Regions from separate parts of the Capra hircus genome. Here region 1 is linked to region 2. The links are chromatin contacts, called in public Hi-C maps. All regions are on one chromosome and are shown on one strand. The core of a region is the stretch at or near the end of the contact, and the rest is flanking DNA. Distances in the headings are between cores, read along the strand shown.

Evidence for each region. Hi-C and Micro-C count contacts between places; a contact is called where the count stands out from the background.
Region 1: a Hi-C map of blood shows a contact between it and region 2, with 3 times the contacts expected there. The contact joins two enhancer-like sites. A contact is called at or near these places in 2 of 5 Hi-C or Micro-C datasets (both in blood).

The regions. Positions count from the first base shown.
Region 1 is chr21:31,715,277-31,720,361 of ARS1.2, reverse strand. It overlaps PSTPIP1 (proline-serine-threonine phosphatase-interacting protein 1), which reads right to left. Exons shown (of 15, transcript XM_005695113.3): 4 at 1,656-1,690; 5 at 1,324-1,430. Among named protein-coding and RNA genes, the nearest start is that of PSTPIP1, 33 kb to the right of the region's middle. Within about 2 kb of position 3,816, at least 3 of the 5 cell types and tissues checked have an H3K27ac peak or open chromatin away from gene starts, as enhancers often do.
Region 2 is chr21:31,664,604-31,669,467 of ARS1.2, reverse strand. No RefSeq gene overlaps it. Among named protein-coding and RNA genes, the nearest start is that of PSTPIP1, 18 kb to the left of the region's middle. Within about 2 kb of position 2,042, at least 2 of the 5 cell types and tissues checked have an H3K27ac peak or open chromatin away from gene starts, as enhancers often do.

The DNA.
Region 1 (5,085 bases), core at 2,567-5,066, 49 kb before region 2:
CTGTAGAAGGTGTCATTCTGTCCAAAATAGCTTTTGCAGACATCACAGCCTCACTGGCCACAGGAAAGCTTGAAATAGCCATCCCGGGGCCTCAGAGATGCTCTGCAGGCAAGTCCCAGCTCAGAGAGGTCACCTGCTCCAGCATCTCAAGGCTGGGCTGACTTGTGGGGTGGGCTTTGAGGGCCCACTGTCTGCTCAGGAACCCAAATTTAGAATCCCGAAAGCCTCAGGCCCCAGTTGGGCAGACAGGGAGTATAGCCACGTGAAATGTCTGCGGTCAGAGCCACTCATTGGAGCCGGCACCCTGCCTGTGCAGACTGAGAGAGGGCCTGGTTCTCAGTTGGGTCCCTGAAGCTTGGGAGGTGGACATAAGCGTCCCATCCTGCAAGAGGGGGACTGAGGCACAGAGAGGGCAAGTGGCTTTGCCAGGACACCCAGCCCCAGGCTGGCCCCAGCCATGAACTGTTGCTTTTTTTTCCCTTCACAGGTCAGTTGTGTGGAAGTTTCCATTTTCAATTCTTTGGACAGTGTACAAAGATGCTCCCTCTCCAAGCAAGAAGTGTTTCTGTGTGCTGACCTCTCCCACCTGTCCAAGTTCCACCCTCATCACTGAGGCCCTGAAAGGCTGATCCTATGTCCACACCTGCCTTCCCAGAGGGCCACATACTCAGCCAATCAGAGAGTCTCAGGCTTGGGAGGGGGCGCTGGGACACAGAGGGTACCAACCCCACCTCTCATCCAAGCTCTGCAGCTTCTCTGACAAGTCGCCTTCAGTCTGTTTATATACCCCCCACAATGGGGACCTCACTTCCTTCCCATGCATTGAGGGACAGCCGACCCCTGTGAAAAATACCCTGGGATGCTAGGGCAAGCTCAACACCTCCTATTCCCCACAAGCTCTGTCCACCTTGGCCTCAGGCAGCCCTGCAGAGTGGCTGCAGTGACTGAGCCCCCAGGTCTTCCTTTCTCCCAGATAAGCAGAGTTTCTGGTGGCTCCCTAACTTAGGTTGCCTTCTTTGGATACTCCCAAGTTGTCGAGTACCCTCCATAGCCTGCTGTAACGGGGTGATCAAAAAGGCCCATGCCCTTCGCTCTTGGCATGAGACACCTCAGTGGGAAGAGCCCCAGACGGGCCTTCAGGCTGGAGAGCCAGGCCCTGGTCCCAGCGCCCGGCCTCTGTCAAACACTCTTCTCTCCTCCAGATCACCACCACCCCCGAGCCTGGGGTGCTGCCCTGCCCTCCATCATGAGGACCCAGCCTCCACTACCACCACAGTGACTGCTGCAGTCTCCCACCGGGCCCATCCCCAGCACCCGCCTCACCTTCTTCCTCTGCTCCTTCTGCCTCTCACGGAACTCCTCCAGGCTCCGCAGCTCCTCGCGCAGGGCCAGGGCCAGCTGGATGTGGGAGCTGCCCACATTCTCCATTTCTGGGGGCAGAGTAAGGACACTGGTCCCTGGCATCAGACCTGATGGGCCCCAACCAGTGACACACTCGCCCCTGCCTGGACCAGCCCAGCCCCAACCCCACAGCTCGTCTCTGCCACCAGCCTCAGTTCCCAACCGGAATCCACTCGTCTCCATCGGTGGGGATCTGCTGTTCCCAGAAGGTCCTGTCCCCCTGCAGCCCAGGGTGGGGAACAGGCGGGACTTACGCTGCTTCAGAGAGTCAAAGGAGGCCCTCAGGGAGCTGCAAAACAGCAAGACCAGGGTCAGTAGAAAGACCAGGGACTCCAGGGGCACCTGGAGTCCTGGCTGGGCCCAGGGACTTTTATTTTGGTGGGAGGGCCCTGGGTCACTCATACACGCTGACCTAGACCCGAGGGACCTTCACTCAGCCCATGACCACTGACTCAGAACTCAAGCTGGGATTTCTGGAATGCAAAGTGCTCTCTTTGGAAATTACAAAGCAATCAATGCCCAATACCGCCCCCCCTCCCCCCACCAATGCTCTTGGCTTCTGCACATCTTCAGGCCCTCCCTCTCTCCCTGGAGCCCCTCCTCCAGATGAACTGAAGCAGGAGAGGGTGGGGGGGGGGTTCAGACTTAGCATGGGGCCTGAGGACGTCTTGGAGGGAGATGAAGGGAGGCTATAGGGGAAGAGGGTGACAAGCAGGGCAGAGGTGCTGAAGGGGAGAGATGTGGGGGCCTTCGGGCAGGAAGAACGGGATGTACAGTTGAGTACAGCGAGAAGCTGAGGGGCTCCCTGGTCCCTGGCTTGGTGGCTGAGTGGATAGTGGTGACACCTCTGAGAGGGCCCAGGAGAGAATATGGGGAGTTACTCTGGGGAGCACTGAGCTGGGGGTGCTTGAGAAAACACGGTAGGAGGCATCAGTCTGAAGCAGACATTCGGGAGCTGCCCTCTCCAGGAGGACACCAAGGAGGAAGCAAAGGGAAGGAGCGGGCTAAGCATGGGAAGCGTGGAAGGAGATGCCCGAGGGTAGGGTTGCCAGGTGGCGTAAATAAACACACAGGACACCCAGTTAAGTTCACATTTCAGATAGACAACAAAAGCTTTTTGAATATAAACATGCCCCATGTAAAATTTAGAACATACTTACATTTTAAAAATATTTGTTATCTGAAGCTTAATGGGACGGTCTATATTTTATCTGGCAGTCCTGCCAAGGAGGCTGTCACCCAGAGAGATGAACAGAGGTGAGGTCTGAGCTAAGATGTGGGAGCTCACTCAGGACCCACTCCTGTCTGCTGCTGATGGGTGAGGCGCACCTTGTTCAGAACAGGACTGATGGGAAAGTGCCTCTCCCAACTCATCCGCTCTCCCACAGAGGCCTCTCTGAGGGGCGAGCTCCCCCTCCTGGCAGAGGAGGGAGGTGGCTTGGAATCCCAGGTGAGGAAGCTGGCTAGAGCTTCCTGCCCTTGACTCCCATGTGCATTAGAAGCAGACCCTGGAGCCAGATGCCTGGGTTCATTCCAAGCTGCGCCACACAGTCTCTGTATGACCTTAGACAAATGACCTAGCCTCTCTATGTCTCAATTTTCCCATCTGTAAAATGGGGATAATGATATCACAAGCAAAATGGTTGTGAGGATTAAATGAATTTATATGTATAAAGGTCTCTTAAGACCTGGTGCAAAGTAGATGCTTTGCAAGGGTTGCTGTCATTATGCCACCCTCCTCTGAGCCCACATCTGCACACCCTGACCAGTCCTGGGGGTCCCCCAAGCCCCTGAACCTGATCTCAGCTGTACCTCCCAAATGCCCCACCTAAGAGTTTACCACATGCACCCCCCTCTTATCAGAAATGCCCACTGAATTCGCCTTTGGGTTGGAGGCCTACCCCTGAAGCAGCTCCCATACAGTGGGCTCCCCTCCTGTCACCCCCTCATCCCTGTGGGCTGATGGGCGCCGAGTCTCCAAGTGCGCAGAGACGGTGTGCGGGGCTGCAGACTGGCTCTGAAGCGAGGCTTGTCTGCTCTCAAGGGTAAAATTCTCTGCCCCTGACCATGGCCCCTTACCCAAGGAGGCAAAAATACGCTGCCGCTCCTTGCTCACCAGGCCACCCGAGGAGCCAGAGCCAGTGAGGCTGATGGTGGCTCAGAGGGTAAAGAATCTGCCTGCAATTCAGGAGACCTGGGCTCGATCCCTGGGTCAGGAAGATCCCCTGGAGAAGGGAATGGCAACTCACTCCAGTATTCTTGCCTGGAGAATTCCATGGACAGAAGAGCCTGACAGGTCCATGGGTTCACAAAGAGTCAGACATGGCTGAGCGACACGCACGCGCGCGCGCACACACACACGCCAAACCTTGCCAGGTGAGGCGTCCTGTCACTGGCTGCATCCCTGTGCAGAGCAGCGTGCCTGCCCCCTGGTGGCCATATGACCACATGACACCCAGCGATACAGCTCTGCCCACCCCCGCCTGCGTGCCTGTGAGCGCGCGTGCTATGTCGCTTCAGTCGTGTATGACTCTTTTCAACGCTATGGACTGTAGCCCGCCAGTCTCCTCTGTCCACGGGATTCTCCAGGCAAGAATCCTGGACTGGATTGCTATGCCCTCCTCCAGGGGGTCTTCCTGGATCAAATGGCAACTCACTTCCTGATCAAACCCGCGTTCTGTTTTGTCTCCTGCGTCAACAGGCAAGTTCTTTACCACTAGCAAGCACCACGTGTGCTGAAGACTCCACCGACTCCACCCGCCAGAACCTCCTCACCGTCCTTGCAAGGCAGGCTTCATAAGGGGCTCCCTCCTCCCACGGGGACTCAGGAAACTGACCAGCAGCAGCACCTGGCAGTCCTCAGAAGCACAGCTTCTCCGGCTCCACTGCTGTCCTCCGGGAGCCAAAGCTCAGAGGCAGGGCCCAGCGCACTGTTTCAACAAGCTTCCAGGTGCTGCTGATGTGCATTCCAATGCTGGCCTCATTATTTAACGCTGGCAACTCTGCCAGGCAGGGAGGGCACCATCATTAGCCCCATTTCACAGATGAGAAAAACAAAGGTCAGAGAGGTGAAGAAACTGACAGTGGCTACACAGCTGGCAAATGGTGACGCTTTCTGCTTCTCACCAGAGGAAGGCGGGGTGGTGGCATGGTCACCCCACTTGCCTTGGTAGGGGGTGGAGAGGTCAGGACTCTGCCAGAACCGACACTTTGCCAGCGGTTACACTTCCTTCTCACACATGCATCTCCTGCCTCAGGCGACCCATTTACAGTTAGAGCCGCTCTAGGCCCAGCACAGCCAACTCTCTACACCCTGTCCCTCACCCACAACATGACTACATCCTGCCCAGACCCCTCCCAGAGGCCAGGGCCTGCAGCCTACTGGTCCTCACCTCCCTTTGGACCTCACATCCCACAGACACCTCAGAGTGTCCGAAACCGGGCTCTTCACCCTACAAACCTGCTCCTCCTCCAGCACTCCCTTCTCAGCAAAGGCACCACCACCTACCAGGTTATGCACACCCCTCCCTCCATCACCTTCTTTTATGCACCTCCCCAGTCTACCCATCCACCTCTCACTGCCACCACCCTAGGCCCTGCCCCATCACCTCCATCCCTCCTGCTTCACTTCTCGACTCTTATCCTGGTTCTTTGCCCACAGTCATTTGGCCACTCACCAGTTCC
Region 2 (4,864 bases), core at 793-3,292:
GGGCTTGATCGAAAGCTCTCTCTCTCTCTCTCTCTCTCTCTCTCTCTCTGGAGAAATTCTCATCTCTGCTTTCCTTGAAGTTGGCTGTGCTCCCAGGCACACTCTTTCCATGTCATGGCTGCTCAAGGCTTATATCCTTGTTTTAATATCCTCAAACAAAGAAGAGACAGCTTCTTATTCAAGAGTCCAGTCAAAGTTCCAGCCTGACTTTCCTTTGCCGGATTGGGGTCATGTGCCCATCTATGAACCAATCACTGTGGCCAGTGTGGGATGTGCTGCCGTGATTGGCTGGATCTGGGTCACATGTCCTTTCCCAGAGCCTTGTGGATCAAGAGTAGAGGAGGGAAAGGAGAGGGCTGCAGGAGGGAAGGAAAGGGGTGTTGGGCAGAGGGAGACCTCCATAATCCCTGCTTCAGCCTGGGTGCCGCCTTTCTTGATCAGCATGTCTCCTTCCTCCCCATTATTCTCTGTCTCAGCACCTTCCCGATTTCCTTCATTGTTCATATTGCTATTTAGAGTTACATAGTGGCTTCCTTGAGCTTCCCAGGTGACTCAGCGGTAAAGAATCCGCCTGTCAATGCAGGAGACGGAAGCGACCCCATGGACCGTAGCCTGCCAGGCTCCTCTGTCCATGGGATTTTCCAGGCAATAGTACTGGAGCGGATTGCCATTTCCTTCTCCAGGGGATCTTCCCAACCCAAGGATTGAGCACGGGTCTCCCTCATTGTAGACAGACGCTTTACCGTCTGAGCCACCAGGGGAGTAAAGAATCCGCCTGCCAGTGCAGGAGACGAAAGAGACGTAGGTTCGGTCCCTGGGTGGGGAAGATCCCCTGGAGGAGGAAATGGCAACCCACTCCAGTATTCTTGCCTGGGAAATCCCATAGACAGAGAAGCCTGGCAGGCTACAGTCAATGGGGTTGCAAAGAGTCGGACATAACTATGCACACACGCATAAATATACTATTTGTCTCTACTCGCCAATATCGGCTCCAGACCATTGGAACCACACAGCTCTTGCTGCAACTCGCCCAGTGCCTGACATCTAAGAGGTGCTCCGAGAATAGTTGTGGCATGAATGGGTGTTACCCTCATAGTGAGTGCCCTTTCTCCAGGCAGGGACCATGCTTATTTCCTAAGTCTGTCACCCGCCCCTGCCCTAGGTTGCCCCAGAGGTGCTTACACTCGTCTCCCCACACTCCCAGCCCCAAGCTCACTGGCCTGCCCCAGGCTCTCCTTAACTGAGGGTCATGCCCATGGGACAAAGGTCCAGAGGGCAAAGAAAAGTCCTCCCCAACACTGTCCTTCCACCGCTCACTGCGTGTGTCATTCACAGAAGTTGTGGCTGTGTCTTTCTGGAGAAGGCCATCTTCAGGTCCTACCAGGGAAGGTCCCTGCTTTCCTGCTAGGAGGTGAGGAGGCAGGAAACAGAAGTGCAGGGCCAGGCAGTGTGGAGGGAGGGCTCAGCCTCTCTCGGTCTGCATTTTGGAGGGTCTCCTCCAGCAAGGAGGAGCAGGTGGTGCTATTGGAGCAAGGCAGCAGGGAGCCCAGGTACACGCCCAAAGGAGCTGCCGTGTTTCTGCCTGATCCAGTTTCCCTTCATTCTCCCCAGGCCTTTATCGCAGGGTCTTTACCATCCGTGTGAGGCACCGCTGAGCTGTCACTTGGGAGCTGCCCTTGGTTCTTGCTCAGAATCTCTGATGTTGGAGGAACAGCGCCCCCTGAAGGCTGGCGGTGTGGGGCAGTGAAAATCAGCAAGAGCCCCCTCGCCCCCATCTTATGGCTGGAAGAGCTTTGTGTCAGAGTCAATCTGAGGGTTTCTGAGTGTTTTTTAGTGTGAGAAGCCTGAGCCTCTCGACTGCAGTCCAACAGTTAGTGAAGCTGCCCCCCCAGAGGATCGCCTGGGGCCATGGGCAGGTGCGAGGGAGTCACCTGACCCCAGAGTGTCCCTGCTCAAGTCTTCTGCCTGTGGAGACCCGGCCCCAGTCACTTCCCAGCCTTGGGGTGAGGGCTGGCTGTCCCCCTATCCAGAGCTGTGCAGGCGGGGCCAACTCAGCATTCAGGACTTGCCAGCAAATTCTTTGGTGATGCTGGGCCTCTCAGCTGGACCCCGCGATGTTGTCTCTGAGAGCAGAGAGGGGGAGAATGGCTGCTCCTCAACTCTGGCATTCCTACCCCAAATCCTGTAGTTTTAGGAGTTCAGCCTAGTGGTGCAGGGAGGATGGGAGGCGGCGTGTCTCTTCAGACTTCCGAAACGTCTCCTCCAGGCACAGGGAAGGGGTTTTGGCACTGGTGTGCTTGTAGGTTTCCAGACTAAAACCTCCATCTCAGTCCTATGACCCAGAAATTCTGTTCCTGTGCCCATGATGGAGAAGGGAGGGGCGGCCTGAGAGTCCTCCAGCGGGGGCGTGAATGAGTAACACGTGGCTGATGCACTGTAGGCAGACTCAGCAACGTGGATCTTAAAATCAAAAGTGTTCAGTGAAAAAAGTAGGAAAGCAGATGAGATTTTATAACAGAATACCATTTCCGTACATTCATGATACAAGTATAGGTGGGTGCTTATTTTTAGCATTGTACTATTGCCTCTGGTATTAATAAAATGAACATGACTATCTGCTATCAATGTGTAAAAGATTTCAAAGACTCTGCTTATTTTTAGGGTACTAGGGGAACATTTTTCAACCAAAATTTGTATGCTCACTTTGTAGACCAGCATGATCATATGATAGTTCTCCTATGTTAAATTATTTTTATTTTGCAATTTCCCATACTTCTTATAGTTGAAAGGTATTACAGTGGTTACTCTCAATAATTCTGTACTAGTTCAAATGTACCAAAATTATATCAATTGACTTTGGAATAGTACACCTAAGTGGAAATGTAAATTCATGTGTTATTCACAATATATTTTTATCCCTCAAAGTATTTTTCATTTTCACATTGCCCAGGCCCTGAATTTAGAATGATACGCTTATTCAACATTTGGATTAAAGTCCTGATAATGTATGCTTCTAAGTTTCCCCTTACACTTAAGAAAAACAAATTATTTTCTGAGTTAAAAAAATATATTCACACAAAACACATGCAAGAACACATACAAATAAAAAGATATGCATTAAGCACATTAGAGTGCTTACCTATAGTGGATAGGAGAACAGGCGGGAACTATGGGATAAGTGCCTTAGACAGCAAGGAGATCAAGGATTCCTAAAGGAAATCAACTCTGAATATTCACTGAAGGACTGATGCTGAAGGGGAAGCCCAAAACTTTGGCCACCTGATGTGAAAACCCAACTCATTGGGAAAGACCCTGAGGCCGGGAAAGATTGAGGGCAGAAAAAGAGGGTGACAGAGGATGAGATGGTTGGATGGCATCACTGACTCGATGGACATGAGTTTGAGCAAGCTCTGGGAGATAGTGAAGGACAAGGAAGCCTGGTGTGCTGCAGTCCATGGTGTCTCAAGCAGCTGGACACAACAACTGAACAACAACAATGGGATAAGAAGAAATTCATTAATTCAAAATGAAGGAAGAGGCCTTACTCAAAGATGATAATGGACCATGAGGCTAAGTAACTCAGTCTCCCTGCACACAGCCAAGGGCAAAACTGATGAAAAACCCTGCAAGCTCCAGTCTCCAAGCCCAAAGTGAAGTCCATCTGCTCCAGCTCTGGGGCAAAGGTCTTCCAAGAGTTTCAGTCAACAGCACAGTGGCATTTGGTTTATCACCCACCCATCCAGAAGATTCCTAGGAATGTGTGGTCAAGGCTCAAGAAATTGCACCCTAAAAAGACTATGAGACTGAGAAATGCGCCCCCTAGAGGCCAGGAGGGTGGTCAGAGGTCTGTTTGAGTTGAACCAAAACTTCAGGAGAATAGAGGCTGGGCAAACTGTCCTGGCCGACCTCTAAGGCCTTGATTGCCTAACAGCTCAGGGCTCGGGCTGCTGCGACTATGACGGCATGGCCCTGGCAGTGCACTGGCCAACTGGAAGCCTGCTGGGCTTTTTGTCCTTATATCCCGCTCCAAAATCAGCCAGGATTCCAAGGACACGAGCCTCAAAAGCACTGCCTTTCTTACAGAGCCCTGAAAAACTACCAACCTTTGATGTCTGTGATTTGTTCTGTATCACATATAGGAGCCCTCAGCACAATTATAGAGAAGACAAACTTGGGTGGAAGTCAGTACCATTCCTAAAGTCCTGTGCTCATTCTTCACTCTTCCATGCAGGGCCAGGGACTCTTTGGCTGCACGAGTCCGTCCTGTGAAAAGACCTGATGCACTTGTTCTCACTAAGGCGTAAGGGTTTGAAAAGTTTCCCTTTCTAGAACAAGCAAGATGCTTTAAGAGCCCGGTGTGCACTGTGAAAGGAAAATTAAAATGGAGTCAGTATTGCTAAGAGAGCTCTCTAAAATGAAGGTGGGAGGCACTGAGTGAGTGTGATTTATGCTCACCTCAGCCCAGATGGAATCTGAACTTTGACCCATTATTGTCTCAACTCGGGCAGTGTTCCAGACAGTCAAAATACCATTTGGACCCTTACCCTAAATAACTCGTGACAGCCTTTTCCTCAAGGAGAAATATTTCCTTTCCCGTGTCAGAGTCCATCATAATTCCTGCCAGACCATTTTAACAACCTGTGGTCTTGGCCTTTATAAAACCCTGACTCTTTTTCTTCCCTAGAACCCTCTTTCCATTCAACTCAAATCTGTCTCTCAAATTGCAATTCTTTTATTAAAAAACAACAACAACAACCATTATTTATTTATTTGTCTGTGCCAGGTCTTATTTGCACCACACAGGATGTTAGATCTTTAGTGTAGCATGCAGAATCTTTTTTTTTTTAAGTTGCAAATAAGATCT